Linked DNA regions of Mus musculus: region 1 is linked to region 2. The links are chromatin contacts, called in public capture Hi-C maps. All regions are on one chromosome and are shown on one strand. Each heading gives the region's core, a stretch centred on a gene start, on an enhancer-like site or on the middle of the called end of the contact. The rest is flanking DNA. Distances are from core to core; before and after follow the strand shown.

Evidence for each region. Capture Hi-C pulls out chosen DNA fragments and counts their contacts.
Region 1: a capture Hi-C map of embryonic tail shows a contact between it and region 2, with 2.2 times the contacts expected there. The contact joins two enhancer-like sites. A contact is called at or near these places in 2 of 9 other capture datasets (embryonic stem cells and embryonic tail).

Annotation. Positions count from the first base shown.
Region 1 is chr8:121,297,742-121,304,561 of GRCm38.p6, forward strand. No RefSeq gene overlaps it. Among named protein-coding and RNA genes, the nearest start is that of Gm33823, 37 kb to the left of the region's middle. Within about 2 kb of position 3,545, at least 82 of the 459 cell types and tissues checked have an H3K27ac peak or open chromatin away from gene starts, as enhancers often do. A contact at or near this core is called in embryonic tail, where this site is marked.
Region 2 is chr8:120,842,093-120,849,395 of GRCm38.p6, forward strand. No RefSeq gene overlaps it. Among named protein-coding and RNA genes, the nearest start is that of Gm39267, 22 kb to the right of the region's middle. Within about 2 kb of position 1,874, at least 6 of the 459 cell types and tissues checked have an H3K27ac peak or open chromatin away from gene starts, as enhancers often do. A contact at or near this core is called in embryonic tail, where this site is marked.

The sequences.
Region 1 (6,820 bases), core at 2,295-4,794, 460 kb after region 2:
AGGCCTTGAGCCTCCACCTCTCTCCCTGCACTGACATATAGGCGCATACCTGACATACAGGCTCCTCTTCCCTCTTACCCCATAGGGGAGCTTGCCTCTCTCTCAAACCCAAGCTCACCCACCACCCCTGCACCTGTGACCTCTGGACTGAGATGCTCAAAGTGACAACGCACAGTAGGGACTTTTGCACTCTGGAGGTACATCCTCGTGCAAGGGAATGGCTGCTGCCTGTCTCTAGGCTCCTGTTGGCCTCTGCAAATGGCCAACTTCAACAGGATTTCTTGATGGACCAAGAAAGGCTGGTGATGTGGGTTTTAAAATAAAACACACACTTTTAAATGTTGAACCGCCATTAAAAATTATTTCTGGGGGGCCAACCACTGCCAACACCATCGGTTTTGGAATCTTGACCCCCTAACAATCTCACTGTACCTGTGTCCCCACGGCCAAAGACATAGAAGCCACCCTCTGGTGGAAGTGACAGGCGACATCTTTTTGTTTAAACTCAGTGCACCTTGATAACCACGTACCTATTTTCATGGAAGCAGTAGGCTTCCCACCACTCTCAGCAGCTCAGTTTCAAAGCGTGATGGGACGACGGTGGGCAGGGGGCCTGCACAGTCTCACACACTCTTCCTGTGCTGTTTCCAGTGAGCAGTGTTTTACACAAGCCCCTGGGCGCAATGAGAGTGCCTGAGATGTGTCACTGTAAATGCTCGGTGCAAGAGAAGGTTTACTGGCTGGCTGAGTCCTGCACATCCATCATAGATTATTAGACTTTGCGAGGTGCTTTTAAGGCCTCCTTTGAACTCTATCAGCCTTAAAAATTCACGCAGGTAACATCAGAAAGGAAGAGAGCTTCGGGGCACTTGATAGCTGTTAGTTATGATGTTTATTTTATTTTATTTGTTGGCATGAGGTTGACAGGGCTGGGTGATGGGGAGTTGGAAGCATCACGGGACACACTCCATCCATCCTCCAGCCGGGTGCGGCTTCTGGAAGAACTTGGGTGTTTGCTTCTGCAAAGCCGTGGGCTGTAAAATCAGAGCTCCAACAAGCAGGGTGCTCCCAAGGGATGTTCCTTATGGGAGCACTCCTGCCTGCCATGCCTGTCTGCATGGCCTGCCTGGGTTGGTCCTGGTTTTCTTATTAAAAATCCCCCTTTCCGCTGCTAGCACAGGCCTGCTGTCCCAGTACCCAGAGGCTGAGGCAGGGGAATGCAAACTTTAAGACCTGCCTGGGTTGCAGAGTGAGTCCGAGATCAGCCTGGGAAGTTCAGTCTGACTTTGCATCAAAACAAAAAGCAAAAAGTGGGCTGTGGTGTGGCTCGGCGCCAGAGTGCCTGCCCAGTACTTATGAGGTCCTGAGTTCGGTCCCATGCGCTATCTTTGAAAACAGACGAAAACCCAAGCCACTCAGTACTGGGTTAGCAAGATTCTTCCACCACGCCCACTTCCAGCCTGAATTTTAATTCGTTATTAATATTATTCCAATTATTCAAATGTGAGTGGAACCATGTAACAAATCTCAGCTCTTGGCATCGAGCTGCCTGAGCCAGGATGATTTCTGCATGTAAATCTCTACGCCAATCTTGTGCCAGGAGTCTTCAAACTCCTCTCTTCCGCTCCCTCGTCAAATGTACAACAGGCACTGTCTGAGACCCACAGAGGCGACATGGAAGTGTGTAGCCAGGTCATGTGAGAACCTATGTGGTCTGCCCTGGCTGTGGAGACCATCAATGTCCGTTCCCCGAGACTCATGTCTGGGGATTAGAAAGAGCATGGGATTGGAGCCCAGGCTCATTTTGGAGTTCTTTCACAAGCGAGTGGCAACTAAAAGTGGCCTCTGCATGGTGATTAAAAACTCAGCCTGCAAGATGGTGCAGGAGGTGGGGCCGTGAACGGTCAGTAAAGCTCTGATCTTGTGCAAGAAGCTAGTTGGGTTTGATCCCCAAAACCTCTGTTTTAAAAAAAAAGGTGGGTATTACAGCATTCAGTTGCAATTCCAGCACTAGGGAGACAGGCAGACTCCTGGAGCTCTCTGGTAGGCAGGAGAGCCTAATTGGTGAGGTCCAGTCCAATGGGAGACCCTGTCTCAAAAGACAAGATGGATAGCTCTGGAGAAGTGGCAATTGATTATAACACACACACACACACACACACACACACACACACACACACACACGGAAGGAGGAAGGGAGAGAGAACAGTAATAGTAATTTTATAAGAAAAAAATTTCCACACACAAGTTGAGAAGAAGCTATTCCATCATCTTAACAGGCCTGTGGCAGAAGTGGCAGGTGACATCTTTTGATGGGGGAGGGTGGTCAAGTTCCCTGTGTCTCTATTTAGTTACCTTATCTTTCAGCTTGGGTAAACCTGTCAGACACAGGTTGGCTCTGTCCTCAGAATCCCAAGTTCAGATCCCAGCTCCCTCACAGACTTGTGCTGGAGCCCAAGACCCAGTCCAGGCCTGGTAGTGCTCCAGCTTCCCCAGATGTCCTCCCTGGGGAACGGCACGAAGCTAATGTCGTGCCCAGAGTGTGTTAAGAGTGTGAGGAGGGAGAGCTCGGGGCTCTGGGGACACCAAACCCACCCAGACTCAGCACATACAAGCTCCTTTCTTTCCCTTAGCCTTGGTGGCCTCCTGACTCTCCTGAGGGTCCTGGTTTCCTTTCTTGCCTGTCACCTGCTGAGAGAGTGAACTGGCACAGAAATTCCTCCTCGTGAAGCTTGCAGCCCGGAGCAGATCCCAAGCCCATGTGCTGTTTGAATACGGGACTCAGTCCACAGAAGGAGGTGAGATGACCACAGGAATACAGCCAGCCAAGGCTGGCAACGATTGACACCCAGACTCCCCGTGGTGCTGTCCTAAGCCCCTCTTAAGCTTTATTCTAGGTAGTCTCTGGGTTGGGGGTGTGCTGGACCACAACCCCACACCGGGCTGCAGTACAAAACAGAAGAGGGGGCAGGCAGAGGGGGCGCGGTGCACACACGGGTTGGGGCTTTCTAAGCCGCAGCACCTGTTAATGGCCGGGTTAGGTATGACCTATTAAACATTTACCGCCCATTTCCTGTACATGTCTGGTGAGGCCTGCAGGAAATTCAGAACAAATTAAACAGCAGCTGTGATCCCTCATGCTCCATCGGTCCCTCCCCGGGCCCCGCGTGGGACCGTAAAACATGAGGGGCAGTTCTATTAGGGACAGGCCCGTTTCATCAAGGAAGCTCCCCCCATCTCCTGCCAACCAGACTCCATAAAGTTAAATTGGCCAGTACGTATCTCCCTCCCGCTTCCACCCACACGGGCCAGCTCCTTGAGGGAGATTGTTCAGATCCCACACCCAGCTCACCCCTCAGCCCTGCCCCCTCCGCTGTTCCCACACGATCTCACATGTGGTCGGAGAGGGGGCACTTCCTGCCGTTATAAAATGCAAAACTGAGACCCCAGCAAAAACAGCCTGCCTGCGTGCGGAACACCCAAGTTGACAGTGTGAGAGAGGAGGCCTAATCCATTCCATATGACAAGCAGCAGTGGCCCGCAGGGGCAGGCCAGACCCCAAGGAGGGTTCAGAGCAGCTCCCCGGCCCCCTCCCTGCCCTGCCTTCCCTACCTCCCCCCTCTCTCAAGTGGATCCTTCAAACCAGGAGAAAAATACTGGAAGGACCGTAGCCCCAAGTTAAACCAGCCCGTGTTTGGGTTTGACAGCCTGCGAGGTATTGTTCCATCTTACACTTTGAAAATAAACTCTAGGAAGCATTAATGCAGATGCGGGGATAAACATGCTCCTCCTCGCAGTCTCTGTCCCCGCCCATGCCCTCCCCGCCCCCACGCCCTTCCCCAGTGCCTGCGTTCACTCCTCCAGGTTACGGCTTAGGCTGATGGAAGGACCAGATGGGTCTTTAAATGGGGGAACTGTGCAGCCCTTGCTGTGTAAACAGACAGCTGTCCAGATGATGGGGTTGAGGGAGCCCCGAGAAAGCAGCCTGCGGTAATCGCTCCCTCTGTGGTTCTTGGAAAGTGGAATAAACACATCCAGACAGGCTTCTCTCCGATTGCTCTGCAGCAGGAGGCTCGGCATCACCTCGGTGAGAGGAAAAGGCCCCATAGCCGAGGGTCAGACTGTCAGATACGAGGAAGAGAAGGCACTTCTGTGGTGACTGCACACTGCGTGACCTTTTTTTCGACGTCTGCGGTTACACTTTGATGCTGAGTGACCATTTACAATGACAAACGTCCTCTGGTGAACCCCAGCCCCTGCTCATGGCCACTGACCAGAACAATCTCCTCCTCGCAGACCCTCACCAAGGATACCACCTTATCCTGACCACATCCAGAATAGAACCTTCCCACTTCCTGTTTCCTACTTCCTGCTTCCTGTTCTCCAGTTCCATAAACCATTCTCCCTGAGAGGTGCTAAAAATGGAAAGGAGAAGATGAAAGTTTGGCCGGAAGATTTATCCGAGCCCATAAAAGTCTCTCCAGCCCTCTGCAGACAGGATTCTCACTTCTGCTTCAACTTAACCTTTCCCTAAGTCGACGATCTGAATTTTGCCCATAATTCCACTAAAACCAACTGGGATCTCCATTGGTGGCTGGGCTGTTCTGGACGACTTGACAAATTAGTACAGTAAATTTCAAGTGTCTTAAGCACTAAATTAGGTCATTTGTTTAATGAGCCAATCCACTGCCCAGAGTTTGACCCCAGCCCACTAGGGTGAGTTCACACGGAGTTCCACAGCAGGGGTCTGGGCTCCCTCATCTGTCTTTTGCTTCTAGTTAAAAATGCCCTGAAGTCAGGGCTGGAAATCAGATTGCAACTGGAGCTCTGGCTTGTCAGTAAGCAAAGTAAACGGACAAAGTGAATTCTTTTGCCTCAGTTTCTTTCCCGTTGTCTGTCTATATCGCTTTCACCACTACAGCTAACATCAGCAGCAGCAGCAGAAGCTCCACCACAACACTGTCACTGTAGCCACAATAGCCATCACCCTTGTCATCGCTATTGCCATCATTGTCACCATCACTATCACCACCGTCTTCATCACCACAGTCAACATCAGCATCATTACATCACCATCATTACATCACCAGAATCAGCATCACCGTCATCACATCATCATTACATCACCACAGTCAGCATCAGCATCACCATCATTACATCACCACCATTATAGTCATCAGCATCATCCTCATCCCATCACCAGAGTCAGTATCACCATCATTACACCACCACCATCAGCTTCAGCATCATTACATTACCCTCATTACATCATACCAGCAGCAGCATCATCACCATCATTACATCACCAACATCACCATCATTACATTACCACCATCAGCATCACCATCATGACATCACCACCATTACATCACGACCGCCATCACTGTCATCACCACCTTCATTGTATGAACCGTTACTGAGTTCTCGCTATGAGTCTCCTAGGAAGATGTTTCAGTGCCCCCCCTTGCCCCCTCTCCTCCGGCCGTCACAGTAAACCCATGTTCCAGATGAGGAAACAGGTCCTTGGAAGCTGGTCTCCCTGAGAGAGCCTCCAGTCACTCACTCGCTCCTTATTAAGTCTTTCAACAAATCTTCACCACGTGTCTGTCAGGAGGTGCGGAGCACGTGAAGCCATGGCTGCCAGCTCCAAAGGCGTTAGCCAGGTGCACGGGTCATACATATTAATAAGTGTAACAAAATTCCAGAATTGCCGTAAGCCAACAAAAGGACGCCTGGGGCCAAAGGAACAAGAAATCAACTTAGTCTCCAAAACATTCCCTGAATTATGCATATGAATTCCAGCCTTCTCAAGTGATCCTGGGTACTAAGAGTTTCCACCCGAGCTTGTGTGTGTGAAAACACTACCTTCTAGCAAATAGTGTGGAGCGCTCATATCTCTTTTAACAGTCATACACACAAACACACAAAAAAGGAAGCTCATAGTCCCAACTCAAAGGGGCCACCAAGTCCAGGCTGCTCTACGGGGACCCTCACTGCCAACAGGAGCATGTGTGGTTAAGATAGATCAGGGTGAGCTCCCATGGACACAATTGTCATCATCACTTGCAGCCAGCAGCGCAATGCACAGAGCCTAGGACAGCTCCTTGCGGACGCTCACAGCTCTGTTTGGTTTGACATAGGTTCTTTGAAAATTCTCCTTCTTCTTGGTGCTCCATGGGTGGCGTAGATGACCCTAGAATAAAGACGATCTTCAATTCAGAATCAACCTAGACAGAAGGATGCTCAGACTCTGGACAGGAGTGGATATCTGATCAGATGTCCTGACATCCTGGAGCTTTTACCTCTTGTCTGACTGGCTCTGAAAGACGGCTTAGCCTCTGATGAGCAGCCACTTTTGGGCTCACCCTGTGGCCAATGGCATCACATTCTATCACAGTCTGCACAAATGACACTTGAGACTCAAGCTATCTGAGGAGAGTTAGCCCTGGGAACCTAAGCTCTTGGGACCCCCTGAAGGCTCTTTCTGCATATCTCTGTGGCCATAACAGTTCAAATGTCAAGGTGACGCCATCCCTCGCTGCCTTCCCAGGCTCCTGCCATGGCCTGGAGATGTTTACCTTCTGGAATTCTTGTCTAAGTGTGTGCAACATACTCAGGGACCCAACAAGGACTCGGCGCTTAGGAAAGGCAAATACCACTACTTAGACTTTAAAAGGAATTGATATCAATGAAATTCCTGTTTATGAGGAATTTCTTTATGAGGGAGAAGGAAGAGGAGGGGACTAGAATTGCTTGGTTTAAGCTTCAATGGCAACTTTCCGGTCTCAACTGAGGTGACCCTCTCCTAAGCTTCCCCAGA
Region 2 (7,303 bases), core at 624-3,123:
GGATAGATGGATGGATGGATGGATGGATGGATGGATGGATGAATGGATGGATGGATGGGAAGATTGCTGAATGGATGGATAGTCAGGTAGATGAACAGATGGGTGGTTGGATGGGTGATGAATGGATGGTCACATTGGTGAATGGTGGGTAGGTAGGCAGATGTTAGGTGGACAGATGATAGACAAATGGGCAAACTAATAAATGGGTAGATGTTTGGGTGGATTGCTGACAGGCTGCCTAGGAGACAGGCAAAGTACTGGGAAACAGAAGGAAAAAGAGGGACCTGGAGACTGACTGAATCACATGGCTGTTCAGAACATCCTGGCCCTACATTGTCAGGTTTAAACTCACCTCTGCTCTGTACCAGAGTGCCAACTTTGAGTCAGTATTTAGCCTCCCCAGGACTTGGTATTCTCATCCACAAGTGTGGATGCTGCAGAACTCAGGGAGTGCTGGGTCACTGGTCCAAGATGTTGTATACAAAACCACCTGCAGAACATATACTATGCCTGAGCTCAGAAACTCTGGCCAATCCTGACGTCTTCCATATGTGTTTCAGTAAAAGTGCGTGCATGTGTGTGTGTGAGTGTATGATGCATGCACGCACATGCACACACCCATGATTACACATGTGGAGGCTAGAGCAAGATATCAAACATCCTTCATCATTGCTCTCATCATGACTGTCCTTGTGACAGGGTCTCTCCATGAGCTGGAAGCTTGCTGTTTTGGTTAGGCTGGCTGGCCAGGACACTGCTTCTCTCTGCCTGATGCTGCCTCCAACACTGGAGTGACAGTCACATGCAGCCATGCCTGGCTTTTTACATACATGCTGGAGGTTCAAATTCAGAGTCTCGTTCTCACAGAACAAGCTTTCTTACCCATCGGGCCATCTCCTCTCCCTCAGTTGTCATGTGGCATTTATCAAGCCCTGGTGCTGTAGTGACAGGTGGCTCTCAGGCACCAGGGACAAAGTGGGACTAAGAATCATGCTTGTCCCAGGAACCTTTTACAGAATACGTTTCCTCGTTTGCTTTTTTGCAGTACTTGTTATGACTTCCACGCATTTTAACTTGCCTGTATTTAATGCCAGTGTTTACTTTTTAATGAGCCCCCACCCCTTACTGGACTGTGCTGTCTGGCAAAGAGAGGACCTTAGTGCTCAACTCACAGCTGGATATCAAAGACCAGCATAAAATGACTATTCGCCTTCCAGTTGCTCCAGCCAAAATCCTGGGCTCTGTCTCATTTCTCTTCTTCGCACGCCACAACCAGGCTGTCCAGCTCCTGCTAGTTCTGCCTTCGAAGTAAACTCAAGGTCCAGCTGCCTCTCCTGCATCCCCACAGCCTCCTGTGCCCCTGCCTATGTATCTTTGAGTCTCATTAACTGCCTGGCCTTCCTGCTCTGACCTCACCCTGTGGCTTCTCCCAGGTGCTAGCAACTGCTCAGAACGCATTGATGTGCCCCCACCTCATCCCACCATGCTGGCAGCCACCAGAGACAGTGAGAGCCAGGAAGCAGTCCCCTCAGAGTTTCAGTTCAGCTCACTGACTCAGGCTGTCAGACTCCTGGCCTCCAGGACTGCCAAAGGGATTCATTACCTTTGTTTGAAGCCACACAAATTGTGGGCAGTGCTTTGACCCAGCAGCTCCATAAATGAACACTGGCTGTGAGTTCCCAAAGCCAGCTATGGACTTGGGTAGGTACTTGTGGCTTCTGCTGGGGACAAGGCTCCTCTGGGGGAGATGTGGCTATAGCCTATCGCTGGCCTGGAATTCTGAGACCACCAGTTTTAGGAGCTCTGAACTATACATGGCCAGAAGACGTGGCAGCCTGGAAGCATCTGGGAACTTTAAACTGTGTCCTGGTTTATAGGCCCAAGACAGATGGGAGCTTGTGACAGGGTGTCATCTTGTGTGTTTCATGACACTTACTATTCCTGGGGAGGTGTGAACAAACTCTAGTTAGGGAACTGACAACAGACCAAAGTAATGACAGCAGTAAGGTTCAACTCTGTGAACTAATGGATTTATTGGAGTGACTTACAGGAGTAGTGGTGAGGTGTAGAAGATCCTTACATGAGCAAGGACCACTCAATGGCAGCTGGGTCACTAAAGCCTGATCCGACATAGATGGCAACTCTCAAAAATCCTGAGCTCCCTGTATGATTTATAGCTGCTTGGGTATAGAGTCTTGTCCAGAGCAGTCTGCAGCTCATAACCTCAGGGAATGGGAATCTGTGGATTTCAGGCACTACCTAAGTCTTCTGCATTGTTCATTTCCCGAAACTCAAGGAGCCTCCCTCCAGGGTACCATCTTCTAACTTGCAGAAAATTACCACACAGAAGCACCTTGCTGGCAATGGTCCTTTGCGATCTGGGACCACCTTAGTGGGTTCTGTGAATCTGTTGAGTTTGAAGGGAGGAGAGAGAGAGGGAGAGGGGGAGGGGGAGGGGGAGGGGGAGGGGGAGAGGGAGAGGGAGAGGGGGAGGGGGAGGGGGAGGGGGAGGGGGAGGGGGAGGGAGATATCTTGCAGAGGCCTTGGGACTTGCTGCAGGAAGGGATTCAGATAGAGCTTAGGCAGCATCTTCAAAAGCAGCAGCAGGGCCTCTCCCAAGGCTTTTTGTAAGCACCTTCTGTATCTTTTCTTTCCTTCCTCTCGGAACAGCAGAGATGGTAGGACAGCCATTGTCATAGGGTTTCTATCAAAACATTATAACCCAAAGCAATGAAACATTGCAACCAAAAGCAACAAAACACTGTAACCAAACACAACGAAACATTGTAGCCAAATGCAGTGGGACAGGGCAGCCAAGTGCAATGAAACATTGTAGCCAAAAGCAATGGAACACTGTAATCAAATGCATGAAACACTGTAACCAAGTGCAACTTAGGGAAGGAATGGGCTTCTTTTATAATATACTTCCAGGTCACAATCCATCCTTGAGGAAAGTCAGGGCAGGAACTCAAGCAGGGCAGGAACCTGGAGGCAGGAACTGAAGCAGAAGCCAAGAAGGAGTACTGCTTACTGGCTTGCTCCTGGATTGGCTAGCCTGCTTTCTTATACAACCCATGCTAGCCCAAGGATAGCACCATTCACAGTGGTCTGGGCCCTCCCACAGAGATTTGCCTACAAGCAGATCTTATGGAGGCATTTTCTGCAGTTAACATTCTCTCTTCATAGGTGTGTCTAGGTTTACATCAAGATGACAAAAAGCAACAGCATAGCCATGTAGGAAGACTGATCTCTGCAGCCTCCATCTTGGGAAGGGCTGCTTAGAGACCAACTACATTTAATCAAGAACTCAGACACAGGGACCCTAGAGCAAGGGTGCATAGAAGGCTCTGAGGGTGGAGGGGGTTCATAAAGGTTCTGAGAAGGCTCATGGGAGTTGAGAAGAGATTCATGGGAAGCAGGAGAGTCTGACAGGAGCTCATGGGATGGTCACAGGCTGCAGAGGAAGCTTGCTGGGTTAGTCAGGTCATCTGGGCCCTCGTCCTAGATGCTCAGGTTGTTGTAAGAGAGTCCCCAGGAACTTACTGACCTAACAGAAAGCGGAGCGGTGGATGGGGCTGTGGACACCACCCATCAAATCCAAGTCAGCAGCAGTAAGTATGGGTGAGGTAGTTCAAGTGACAGTGGCCAGGGTTCAGGGTCGGGTTGTTGAGAAGACTCACCACAGAGGGTTCAGAGGGGCAGAGAGGTCACATCTCATGTAGGTGGGAGCCCTGGGGAACAGCATGCACTTGGTGGCTGAGCCTTGCTGGACAGTCTGCTCTGGGATTTCAACTGACTGTCAAGTCCACGGACCGTCACATGTGATGGAACATCAGGGCTTCTGATGTGGAAAAGCTGACGTGCACAGATGCTATGTGGAGCCTTCCTTCCTCATTAAGCAGGGCCGTTCCCCACTCTGTGGCTTGCATGCAACAGTTGTTACTTAGCCCATGGCATTGCCTTCTGGTGGCCTATCTCCCCCCCCTCACCCCCCCTACCCCCCAGGCCTGGGTTGTGTGTCTGCTGAGAAGAGGACTCAGGTGCCTACAAGGCCTGGCTGCTCTCTTGCTGGCTGGCTGATTGGACCACATCTGGATCTCATTAGCCATGGGGTCTCCACCAGAGGCCAATGCTGCCTTTATCGCCCACAGTGCTGATCTGGACAGGAGAAAAATGGCCGCTGATATGCTCCACTTCCTGGGGTCCTGCTTAAAGGCAGTGAAGGGGCCAGGCTGAGGAATGGAGAGTCGAGAGTCGGAGGGAGGATCAGTGCTCTGCCTCACATGGATGGATAGTCATATGGGTGCCTGCGGGACCACAGCTCTTCCTCCCTGTGGGATGGTGTATGCCCCTAGGGCTCTGAGGGCCCTTGGAAATGCCTTGTCCCATTTTACAGCCCACACACCTCAGAAACTTTCCAGCTAACAAGAACCCACCTAAAAAGAGCCCAATGTGGCAGTGTGTGAGGTGTGAGTGAGCACGGTTGTGCGTGTGTGTGTGTGTGTGTGTGTGTGTGTGTGTGTGTGTGTGCGTGTGAGGCAGGTTCCTGGGTCCTCACTGGCCAACCAATCTAGCCAAAATGGTGAGATCCAAATGGAATGAGAAACCTTGTCTCAAAAAATACGGTGGAGCCTGGTGTGGTGGCGCACACCTTTCATCCCAGCACTCAGGAGGCAGAGGCAGGTGGGTCTTTGTGAGTTTGAGGGTAGCCTGGTCTACATAGTGAGTTTCAAGTTCCAAGACAGACAGGGATGGATATGTGTGTGTGTGTGTGCATTCTCACCATACATGCATGCATGCATGCATACATACATACATACATACATACATACATTCTCCCTGGCTTAGCTCCTCCTTCTTCTTTAGATTATTATTTTTAAAAGTGTATGCACTCTTTACCTGCGTACTCTTTACCTGTCTATATACAATGTGCGTGCCTGGTGCCTGATCAGAGGAAGGTGTTGGATACCTGGAGCTGGAGTTACAAATGATTTTGAGCCAGCATGCAAGTATGAGGAACTGAATCCCAGAATTCTAGAGGAGCAGCCACAGCTGTTAATGGCTGAGCCATCTCTCCAGGACACCCCAATCCCCTACACCCCTCCTTCAAACCTCCCTCCTACCCCCTTCTCCACCCCCACCCCTGGTCTCCATCAGTCATGGGTCAGACTCTGTGATGTAAGCCTTTTGTTGGCCTTCCCTTCCTGAGCTCAGGTGCTTATAACACCTCAGGGCCCCCAAGTGATCCCAGGAGCCTCCAGAGACCGTGATTCTGGGCAAGGTCCTCTCCCCCTCGTGAGCTCCCAGGCAGCCAGCCAAGAACCCAGCACATTTCAAAGTGAGTTTCAAGTCTCTGAGAAAAGCCCGGGTCCTTTAGGGGAAATTCCCATGAAAAGAATCCAACTATGATGTTGTCTAGATTAAAGGGACATGGATCCAGTGGGGCACATTTGATTGGATTGGGAAGCCACTGTGTGTGCTCACACGGTTCTGTTGCCTAGCAAACCAATCAGTAGGCTTTGTGGCCCAAGCTACAATCTATTCAATTAGCCTGGCATGCTTTCTTTTGGGTCAGAAAAAGCAAAACAAAACAAAAAACAAATGCAGTGCTTATTGCCTTTTTCAGTGCTAAAAACTGCAAAGCATCTTTCCCTTTCTCCCTCCTCCCTCCTCCCTCCTCCCTCCCCCCTCCTCCCTCTCGCTCCCTCCTCCCTCTCTCCTCCAAGGTGGCCCTGCAGTTCTTACCCAAACAGAAGGTGCCTCTGCTGTGATGCTGTGTGATTTACAGCTAGTGAGATCCTCGCTCACCCCCCCCTCCCCATTCCAGCCTCTCATCCGGAACAGCCAACACCACGGGGCTCCTGCAGAAGTTAAAAGCCCGCGTGGAGGTCGCGCTTCTTTGCTGAAGGTCGTGAACCGCATTTAGGGGAGGAATGAAAACACTGTCCAGCGGCAGCAAATTGGGAATTTCCTCCACGGATTTAAAAACATATTTGAGGGTCGTGACCCTCTTGGGGGTTCGTGTTTTTCTTTGCCAGGCCCCACATGTGTAATTGAAGCCAATATTGAAAATGAGGACTGGAGGACCCAGGTTGCCTGCCTCTGGTTTTCCTCCATCTTCTTCGCCCTCCCTAGTCCCCCCTTCCTCCATCTTCCTCCCCCTCTTTCCTCCTCTTCCTCCCCCACTCCTGACTTCTCCTCCTCCCCCCCTTTCTTTCATAGTTCTCCCCTTCCCCCCTCCACTCAGGTGGGTCATCCCCTTTCCCTCTCCATGGCCACTCCAGTTCCAGCCCTGCCCACCTGACCCCAGTGAGGCTGTTTCTAGACACTTCTTCCAGCTCATGAACCAGACCCCGTTCTTCCAATGTGCAGGTCTCCGGCAGTCCCTGCTCTGCTCCTGTGAGCCCAGAGGATGCACGAGCTCACTGGTGGCTCTCTGTTCACTTGGTCTGCCATTTTGCTGTATGCTGTGACCAGGGGAACTGAGTGTATCCTGACACCAGGCTCCATCCTAGACACTCCTCCCCCTCTGAGGGCGCTGGCCATTGGTCACTGTCTCCCTGTAATTCAGAAGTATGCCAAGGGCAGAGATAACCCCTGAGGACACAGTGCCACTGGGGGTTGAAATGGAGCCAAGCCATGATCTATTTCCATATCTACAAAGTGCCAGGGCCATTTTGTTCTTCACAGAAATTATTTCAGAGAAACCCACTTATTTATTCTTATGTTTTGCACACCATAATATCTCTCATTAAATAGCATCACCCTTTAATTTTAGCCCTCACAGAATTCCCATCACACCAAACACTGGCCTCAGCATTTTACACAGGTGAACATTTAAACTTTGCCCATGGGAACACCATTGTTCTCTGTCCATTTCAAGCAGGTGGAATGGATCTGGGGGATGTGGGTTGTGTGAGGTATCACCTGGCCAGGGCAGGGTGGGGCTTTGACCAGGGTGAGTGTCTGCACCAATGTGCGAATGGACCAGTTCCAATTCACATTGAAATGTGTAGACAGTGGCTGAAGACACCCCCCCCCCCCACGTGCCTCTGAAACTCACATGAAGCAGAACTCTCCTTCAGGAAAAGGTGGAGAGGTAGTGCCTGTGGTGTGAGCTCACTCTGCTCCTGTCACTGTGGGGACCTTGAGCATCCGTGTTCCCACACCCAAGAAATGGAAGTAAAGGGGTTGCATTGGGTGGCTCAGTGAGTAAAGGGCCTTCCACTCATACAGTAGGACCAGACTTGGCTCTCCAGCACCCAAAAGAAAGACAGCAAGGAGACTGTTCCTGTAGTCCTCA